2 separate regions of the Sarcophilus harrisii genome follow, and region 2 is linked to region 1. A link is a contact called in public Hi-C data. All regions are on one chromosome and are shown on one strand. The core of a region is the stretch at or near the end of the contact, and the rest is flanking DNA. Distances in the headings are between cores, read along the strand shown.

What was found. A called contact is a pair of places that touch in the nucleus more often than the background predicts.
Region 2: a contact with region 1 is called in a Hi-C map of heart, with 12 times the contacts expected there. The contact joins the promoter of LOC111720307 here to the promoter of LOC100927775 in region 1. A contact is called at or near these places in 2 of 3 Hi-C or Micro-C datasets (fibroblasts and heart).

What each region holds. Positions count from the first base shown.
Region 1 is chr3:594,025,344-594,030,079 of mSarHar1.11, reverse strand. LOC100927775 (carcinoembryonic antigen-related cell adhesion molecule 5-like) reads left to right here and starts at 3,152. Exons shown (of 14, transcript XM_031961664.1): 1 at 3,152-3,260; 2 at 3,816-4,163. The coding sequence starts at 3,152.
Region 2 is chr3:594,159,431-594,164,372 of mSarHar1.11, reverse strand. It overlaps LOC111720307 (carcinoembryonic antigen-related cell adhesion molecule 21-like), which reads right to left and starts at 3,386. Exons shown (of 3, transcript XM_031961665.1): 1 at 3,323-3,386; 2 at 2,076-2,420. The coding sequence starts at 3,386.

The sequences.
Region 1 (4,736 bases), core at 1,903-4,402:
TGAGGTGTTAGGGGTGAAGCCCTTTGCAAACCTTAGGGTCCTTTGCAAATATTTGTAATATGCTCGCCAAAATGTAATGTTCTCTTGTTGGGTTTTCTTGGGGTCTCTGGGAGCAGCCTTCCTTTTAGTTCAGTAATCACCACAAGTGCAGCCAGATGTTAAAGTCCGATCCCTTAATTGTCTCTTTCCAAGTCTTGTCTCCTTTTCTGTGGCCCAGTTAGCTTTCTTAGAGGCCTCTCTCTCTTTCTGTTTCCGAGCGCTTGAGCTCCTGCCACCAGTTCTTTGTGTTCTCTGCCTCTGTCAGCTTCTTGATATCCTCCTGAATGTGTCTTGGTTTCTGTGGGGGAGGCAGGAGAACCACCACAGTCCCTGTCTTCCCTAGTCCTGATTCTGGCTGAGTTTGTCCCAGCTTATATGGTCTCTTATCAAAAGTGTGAATTTTGTAGAATTATAGTAAGTACTAATTACATTTACTGCACTAGAGAACTGTTAAGCAGCAAGCTAAACAACCACTCTCTCTATCAATTCCACCGAGTTAGCACCTTGTTGCAAGTTCTAGCCCATAACAAATATTGGTCATTATTATTACTCCAAGGACAAGTGGGAGCAGCTGGTTGTATTAACAGATGATCTGAGAGGTTATTTTAGCACAATGTGCCCATTATACTGATGAGGGAACTAAGTGCCAGAGGGGTGAAACAATGAATCTGAAGAGAAAGTGATTAAATAGCAGAGGGGACACTAACCCAGGTCTCTAATGCCCATGATCAGTTTTCAGGACTGAGTCAGCCAATCCTTTCTAGGAAAGGCCCTTTGGGTAGCCATCTCTTTCAGTGCATCTGAAGGAGGACTCATTTCCAAGCTTGACTTTTTGTACAAACCAGCTGTGCAAAAGGAGTTAGGCCTATTTACACTAATGTCACATCCCTTTCCCAGAAAGACTCAACATTCAGAAAAAGAAAACCTGCATCTGGCATATATTCACTGACTGAGCAGGACTCCCTTAGAAGCCTTCTATAGCGATGGAGCAGGGAACTGGGTTTTCCCCACAATTGGGACATGTCAGGAATGTCCTAGGCTGGTCTGAGGCCCAGGAAGGCCCAAGGCTGGATTTGGGGGTAGAAGCCTTGCTTTTGCTTGTTCCCCCTGTGAGCCTGGGCAGGGCACCACCTCTTTGGGTCTCTTTCTGCCACTGTCAGATGCGATGCTCTTATGATTTTTCACCTTATCTTGACGGGGAAGGAGATGCCATTGCATCTGGTTCTTTGCCCCACATTTCCTCTTCCCCTCCTCAGAGATTCACAGCTCTTGGCCTTAATGTACTGAAACTTCATAGCTGGTTCTCACTTATTTCCTGTGTGATTAGGGGTAGTCACTGGCCCACTCCTCATCAACATTGGGAGATACGGGTTGACCTTGAAGACTCACAAGATTGTATTCATTGTCTTTAGAGAAATGGACTTTTTCATGAGTTTTTGCAGAAGGGGAACGGTGGAGATTCTGCCCTCCATGCACCGGGATAGAACTCAGACAATGTCTGACTTAAGATTAGAGGGAGACGGCCTATGTGAGGGAGACACTACCCTCTGTAGCCCATCCCCCTTAATGCTGGTGCCTTCTCTCTGACATGTTCTCCATTTTGTCCTCATTATATTTAGAATTCTGTCCATGTTGTCTTCTCCATCAGGAGACAGGGATTTTTACCATTCTTTATATCCCCAGTGCTTAACACACTGCCTGGAACTTAGTAGGTGCTTTCAAAGTGTTTATTGATTAACCTAATCAAAAGCCCCATGAGTTCTTAGACCCCTCCCCCTTTCCCTACTTCCCATTCAGCTCCATCCAGAGCCATCCTTATGCTCTTAGCATTCCCTTCTCCCAAAGGATGCCCACGGGTCCTCCTTCACTGTGCTAAATGATTTACATATAGGAGGATCATTTGATCCTCACCACAAGCCTGGGACCTGGGTGCTAGTATTATCCTTCCCATTGCACAACTGAGAAAACTGAAGCAGATAGTTCAGTTTGCCCAAGGACATAAAGCTATAAAGTGTGTGAGGATCCATTCGAACTCTCTTCTGCTGGGATCCAGACCCAACCTTCTCTCAATGAAAGATGGGGGAGGATTGCTGGGAGTCCTGGAAGGGTGCAGCGAAAAGAAGATGGTCCGATCTGTTCCCACCAGAGAGAGGAGCAGCTCTAGTCAGCATCATCCCAGCCCTGTGGGATCCTCCCAGAAGTCATGGTAAACCACCTAAGGGAAGGCCAGCACACTATGACCTAGCCTGATGGGGTAGGGGAGACAGTCTGGGTGCTAAAAGCCCCAAATAAGGATCCAAACATTTAGTACCTCTGTCCTTTGCATCCTTTGTGCTCATTTTGGGGTCTAAACAATGTCTGCTCCAGCAGGGAAATAAAGTAGTCAGGGATCAGGTATCAGTTCTACTGAACAGTAGGTAATATTGAGTGATATACATGTTCCTCTGGGGGACAGAACCACTTCTCCATAGGCATTGGGGGGGATCTGTGCAGGTGAGGGGCTCCCCTGAGAGGAAGGACATCACAGCAGCTGGGAGGGGAAGAAAGAGGAGGAGAGAGAAGGGAGGAGAGAAGAGGGAGGAGCGAGGAGAAAGTCAAAGGCTAAGTTCCTGCCCTGTGGGGTTTTTGTGATCCAGGCAGATAGAAAAGCTCCATCTCTGAAGAGAGAGACCTCAGTGTTCCAGAAAAGGAGGCAACCAAGAGACCCAGCTCCAGGCTGCCCCCAGAGACAGCCTTAGCCTGGACAGCAGCAGGGACACCTCCAGGGTCTGCCCTTGAGCCTGTACAGAGAAGACACAGCTAAGGAAAGCAGAGAGATTCTTGGGAAGGAGACAGGGTGACACAGCCACAGCCCAGCCCCATGGAGAGCCGTTCAGAGCCTCAGAGTGGGGCACTCAGCCCCTGGAGGGGGCTCCTGATCACAGGTGAGACACCAGCTCTGCAGGAGCCCAGGGGTGGGGAAGAAGGGAGAAAGGGGCCAGTATAAGGGCTTCTGTTCTAGTCATTTTCAAAGAAGACTTGACCAAGAGTCTTTCCTAACCAGAGGCAGGAGGGAAGTAGCATCGCAGCAGCAGTTCATATCTATGCACTCACATCCCTGAGACTCGGGGTAATGTCCAGTGCTGGGACAGAGCCACCTTTGAAGGGGGGAAGGGAAGCTTTCCAGTCAGGAGACCTGGATGTGGATCCCAGCTCTGATGGGTACTGGCTGCGTGACCATGGTCAGGTCACCTAGACTCTTAGCTTGAGTTTACCTGGACTACCACCATCCTCCCAGTGATTTTTGGGAGCCAAAGTGTCAGCCTTAAAATGTACCCAGGATTCAGTGAAAAGATCCTTCATGGATTTGGGACCAGGAATTAAAATGTTGCCTTTGCCCTTTCCTATTTCATATCAGTCACATGTCTCACCTTACCTGGACCTCAGTTTCTTTCATTGTAAATTGAGAGCACTGGTTTCAGGAATCTCTGAAGTCTGGTTTTTGTTCTCAGCTACAACATTTTGTTGCTTCATTTCTGCCTCCATTGCCTTGCTGGGCACACTGGCAGATCTGAATCAAGCCCGGGGAGGGAGCCAAAAATGTGTTACATACCAAAGGCTCCGATTCTCTGCAGAGGCTGGGCCTTCACATGATGTGCAGGCCCAGGAATCCCTGCAAACACCTCCACTGAGCTCCCAGGAGCCCCCACCCTTATGTCAGGGACAGCTCAGTGGCCTTGGTCTCTCAGGAGGGCAGAGGGACCCTGCTGACCTCTGCCTCCTTCTTCCCCTCTCAGCCTCCATCCTCAGCTGCTGGATCCAGCCAACGTCTGCTCTGATCACTGTTGTTCCAAATCCTCCCTATGGGGAAGTGAACCGCAGCGTCACCTTGGAACTCCAGGGCTACACAGCCCAGGCTGTCTTCTATACTTGGTACAGAAAAGTAGTACTACCTAGCTACATGATTGCTAAATACAAAGTTGAAACCGGCGTGCAGGACCCTGCAGGCATCCGGGAGAAGGTGTTCCCCAACGGCTCCCTGCTCATCCCTCACCTCACCCTCAGTGACACTGATGACTACCTTGTAGCCATTAGTAACAGTCAAGGCTTCTTAACAGTTAGACAATGCCATTTAGCAGTATATGGTAAGTGCTGTCCTTCCCCTGGGCCATGTCTCACTTCTATTCCCTCTTTCAGTCTGGGGTGAGAAGCTCCCCTAAGGGAGCAGGGAGAATGAAGAGCATAAGCCCCCTCCCTCCCCCATAATGTGGGCCAAAGAGGCCAGAGCCCCTCCAGCCCAGATCAGTGTGATCCTGGGTCACTGGGAACACTGGAGAGGTCAGAGGTCACTAGCTTCTGAGGCTCTAAACTGTTTGGGGGATAACTTCCTGCTTCCTCCCAGCTTTCCCAGACCATACAGTGAAACTAAGATGGGCCGCTGAGGGGCCCTTTCCATTGTGCCTGAGGCAGGTAAATTGTTCGCTAAGACATTTAAAAACCTACTTGGGGTTGGGGGAGCATTGCTGGGTCTGGGGGGAGCATTTCTGGGTCTGGGGACTGCTGGGCCCAGGGGAGCTCACGTCTAGACTACTCACAGCCCAAGAGCCAGACGCACAACGGCCTTGGTGCCCAGGACCTTCTGTTCTTCTGAGGCTTCCAGAGCTGGGAGTGAGACTCCAGAGGAAGGACCCCTGTGTCACCTCCATTTCCTAGAGAAA
Region 2 (4,942 bases), core at 2,137-4,636, 130 kb before region 1:
ACTCTCTTATTTCCTTGATAAGAAAATTGGAGGGCGCAGGAGCTAGGCTCCCTCAGGTGACCAGTACATCATATAGACCCCAGAACTTTCCACAACCTGGTTGTCTTTTTGTGGATGCTCTCCAGTGTATCAATATCCTTTGGAAACTGTGAAATCTAGACCCAAATACAGAACTCCACATCCCATTGGATAGTCCAGAAGGACTGTTATTTCCTTATTCTTTGAAGTGAAAATACTATAATTGCTTCAGGACTTTTTGTTGTCTTATCACTCCACTGACTCAAGTATTAACTTCTTGGTCCGCTCACACTCCACTGGTCTTCTTCAGAAGAAATGCTGCCTCACCATTGGATTCTGGGTTTCTGTAATGATCTCATCTTCCATGGGAGTTTGGTCTTTTTTTAGGCAACCTAACCTTGTATTCAAAAATCAGGTAGAGTGTCTGCCCCCAATCTTCCCTTCTCTGAGTCAACCATCCTTAGGTTTAAGTGTTCTTCCTTCAGTTTGGTGATCAGTAATTTCCCCATATGGACCCATGCTCACTTATGCTTTGGACTTTTTGGACCCACGGGCAGGACCTGACTGATTCTGAATAATCTCCTCCATCTGGAACTGCTTCCTAGGCTTCTCGTGTCTACTCCACATTCCTGTTTATGTTTCCTCAACAGGACTCATGCACCTTGAACGATTGATTTCTTTGCCTGCCATGCCCCATACCCAGGCCAGTTCCTTTGGATGCAGTAGGTGCCTAAGCAATGCCTGAGAATCACCAGATGGAGGACTCCTAGCTCCTTTCTCATGCAGTATTCTCTGCTCCCCAGTTCAGGGACAGAAAAACAGCCAGCCAGTCCTGACTCCTGTCCTCACCTGTAGCCACTGAAGGCATCCTGCCACACACACAAGCTTCCGGGTCAACTCCCAGCACTGCCCACCCTGGAAGCAAGTGCCAAGGGGCCTGTGCTGACCCTTCTCCCAGTCAAGCTTCCCTGTCAAATGGGCAGCTGGTCCCTGCTTGAAGATGGACTGTTATGCAGACATCCCTCCCTCCTGAGGTGACCCTGCAGGTAGGAGGCCGCCAGGATGTACAGGAGACAGAATGTTGGGATGTGAGAAATCGAATCCTGCCTTAGTTATGACCAGCTCTGGGCACGTCACTCACTCTCTGTTTCTTTTCCTCACTTACAAACACAGCACCTCCATCCCAGGGTCCTTGTGAGAATCAGATGAAATATGATGCCCAGTGCCCCTCAACACCTTCTGGCTCCACATAATGACAGCCCTTGTTAGCCTATTTCCCAGCAGGAAAACTCTCCTTGTCGGGAACGATGTCCTTCCTTGGAGCTCCAAATGACCTCTTGGTTCCCCCTGGGCCCTGAATTGGTTTTCTCCTCATGTGGATGGGGTTCAGGGGAGCTGGAATCCTCTGTCTCCACCTGACCCTTCCCAGAACCCTGGAGCCTCTGATCTTGCCTATTTCTCAAGGAAATGGAGGTGACACAGGGGTCCTTCCTCTGGGGTCTGGCTCCCAGCTCTGGAAGTCTCAGAAGACAGAAGGTTCTGGGCACCAAGGCCGTTGGGCGTCTGGCTCTTGGGCTGTGCGTAGTGTGGATGTGAGCTCTCCTGGGCCCAGCAGTACCCAGACTCAGCAATGCTCCCCCCAGACCCAGCAATGCTCCCTCCATCCCCAGTAGATTTTTAACTGTCTTAGGGAAGGTGAACTTCAGAGTCAAATTGACTGGCTCAAGCACAACTGAAAAGGGCTAGACATCCCTCCAAGCCCTCAAGGCTCTTCTTAGTTTCAGAGTATGGTCTGGGAAAGCTGGCAGGAAGCAGGAAGTTACCCCCAATAATAACACTTAGAGCCTCAGAAGCTGGGGACCTCTCTCCTCTCCAGTGGTCCCAGTGACCTATGATCATACTGATCTGGGTTGGAGGGGCTCTTGCCTCTTTGGCCTTAATTATGGGGGGGGGGAATCATGCTCTGCATTCTCCCTGCTCCCTTAGGGGAGCTTCTCACCCCAGACTGAGGGAGGGAATAGGAGTGAGACATGGCCCAGGGGAAGGGCAGCACTTACCATACACTGCTAAATGTCCTTGTGCAACTATGGAGCATTTAGAATTAACAATGACTACAATGTAGTCATCAGAATCACTGAGGGTGAGGTCAGGGATCAGCAGGGAGCCATTGGGGAACACCTTCTTCCAGATATCTCCAGGATCCTGCTCTCTATTTTCAACTGTGTAGACAGCGATCTCGTTGGGATCTGTTATTGTTTTTCTGAACCAAGTATAGGAGACAGCCCGGCCTGAGTAGTCCTGGATATCCAAGGTGACATTGCGGTTCACTTCCCCATAGAGAGGGTTTGACACAACAGAGATTTGAGCAGACGTCGGTTGGATCCAGCAGCTGAGGATGGAGGCTGAAAGGGAAGGAAGGAGGCAGAGGTCAGCAGGATCCCACTGCCCTCCTGAGAGACCAAGGCCACTGAGCTGTCCCTGACATAAGGGTGGGGGCTGCTCAGCCTGCCTTGGGGGCTGCTGGGGGCTCAGTGGGGGTGTTTGCAGGGAATCCTGGGCCTCCACATCACGTAAAGGCCCCAGCCTCTGCAGAGAATTGGAGCCTTTGGTATGTGACACATTTTCAGCTTCCTCCCCGGGCTTGATTCAGAACAGATCTGCCAGTGTGTCCGGCAAGGCAATGGAGGCAGAAATGAAGCAACAAAGTGTTGTGGCTGAGGACAAAAACCAGACTTTAGAGATTCCTGAACCCAGTGCTCTCAATTTACAAACAAGGAAACTGAGGTCCAGGTAAGGTGAGACATCTGACTGATACGAAATAGGAAAAGGCAAAGGCAATACTTGAACCCAGATCTGCTGGCCCCAAACCCAGGAAGCTCCTTTTCACTAAACCCTGGGTGCATTTTAAGGCTGATACTTTTAAGGTCTCACTGAGAGGAAGGTGGTATTCCAGGTAAACCCAAGTTAAGAATCTAGGGGTCCTGACCATGGTCATGCAGCCAGTACACATCAGAGCTGGGATCCACACCCAGGTCTCCTCTGACTGTAAAGCTTCCCTTCCCCACTGCTCAGTTCCAGCACTGGACATTGACCTGAGTGTCAGGATGTGGATGGATAGCTTTGAGCTGCTGTTACTTCCTCTGCCCCTGATTAGGGAAGATTCCCTGGTCAAGTCTACTTAGACCATGTCTAGGATAGAACCCTAGGACTGGTCCGCTTCCCTCTGGTCCCCGTCTCCATCTGGGTCAGAATTCCACCAGCTGCCTCTGCCCTCCCCCAGGCTCCTGAAGAGCTGGTGTCTCACCTGTAAGCAGGAGCCCCCTCCAGGGGCTGACTGCCCTGTGCTGAGGTTCTGAGGGACTCTCCATGGGGCTGGGCTGTGGCTGTGTCACCCCGTCTCCTTCCCAGGAATCTCTCTGCTTTCCTGAGCTGTGTCTTCCCTGTACAGGCTCAAGGGCAGACCCTGGAGGTGTCCCTGCTGCTGTCTAGGCTAAGGCTGTCCCTGGGGCAACCCAGAGATGGGTCTCTTGGTCTCCTCCTTCTCTGGAAGACTGAGGTCTCTCTTCAGAGCTGTAGTTCTTCTATCTGCCTGGATCACAAGGGCCCACAGGGCAGGGACTTAGCTTCTCACTTTCTCCTCCTCCTCCCTCCTGCTCTTTCTTCCCCTCCCAGCTACTGTGGTTTCCTGCCTCTCCTGGGGAGCCCTCCCCTGAACAGATCCCCCCCACTGTCCACGGAGAAATGCTTCTGTCCCCCAGGGGAACAAGACTCACTAAGAATTACCTACTGTCCAGTAGAACTGATACCTGACCCCAGTTCCTTTATTTTCCTCATCAGTAGACAGTGTTTAGACCCCAAAAGATGCACAGAGAATGGAGGCAGAGCCACTGAATGTGCTTGGGGCCTTTAGGACTTCTGGGTCTTGTCTCTCCTCCCCTCCCCTGTCAAGGCAGGTAACAGGGCCTGGCCCTTCCTCAGGTGGTTTACGGTGGCTTCTGGGAGGATCTAACAAGGCTGGGAGTGGGAATAGGGAATCATGCAGACTACAGTTTCTTCCCCCCTGGTGGGAGCAGATTGGGACCATCTTCTTCCTGCACCCTTTCAGGACTCCCAGCAATCCTTCCCACTCTTTAGTTGAGAGAAGACTGGGTCTGGGCCCAAGTAGAAGTGAATTCAATCTTGCCTCAGACACTTTGTAGCTTTATGACCTTGGGCCAATTCAACTATCTGCCTCTGTTTCTTCAACTGTGCAGTGGGAAGGATAATACTAGTACCCATGTCCCAGGCTTGTGAGGAGGCTCAAAGGAAACAATATATACCATTGGATTATTTGTCATCTAGAGGAGGGGTTGGGGAAGGGAGGGAAAAATTGGAACACAAGGTTTTGCAAGGGCTAATGTTGAATAATTGTCCATGCATATGTTTTGAAACATAAAAAGTTATATAGATATATATAGAATACCTATATCTATATCTATATCTATCTATCTATATATCTATATATATCTATATATATCTATATATATATATATATCATTCAGCACAATGAAGGAGGACCATTAGCCATCCTTTGGCAGGAGGGAATGGCGAGGGCATAAGAATTTGAGCCAAGATGGCTCTGGATGGAGCTGAATGGGAAGGATGGAAAGAAGGGAGGTCTAAGAACTCAAGAGGCCTTTGATTAGCTTGGTCAATATTACTGTGTAAACACCTGCTATGTTTCAGATCATGTGCTAAGAACTGGGGAAACAAAGAAAGGTAAAGGTCCCTGTCTCATAATAGAGGTGACAATATGGACAGGATTCTACAAGTAAGACCAATTGAGGACAAATTAGAAAACCTCTCAGAGGGAAGGCGCCAACATTAAGGAGGGAGGGGAGGGGAGATTTCAAGAAAGTTGTGGGTGAAGAATACTTGCTATAGA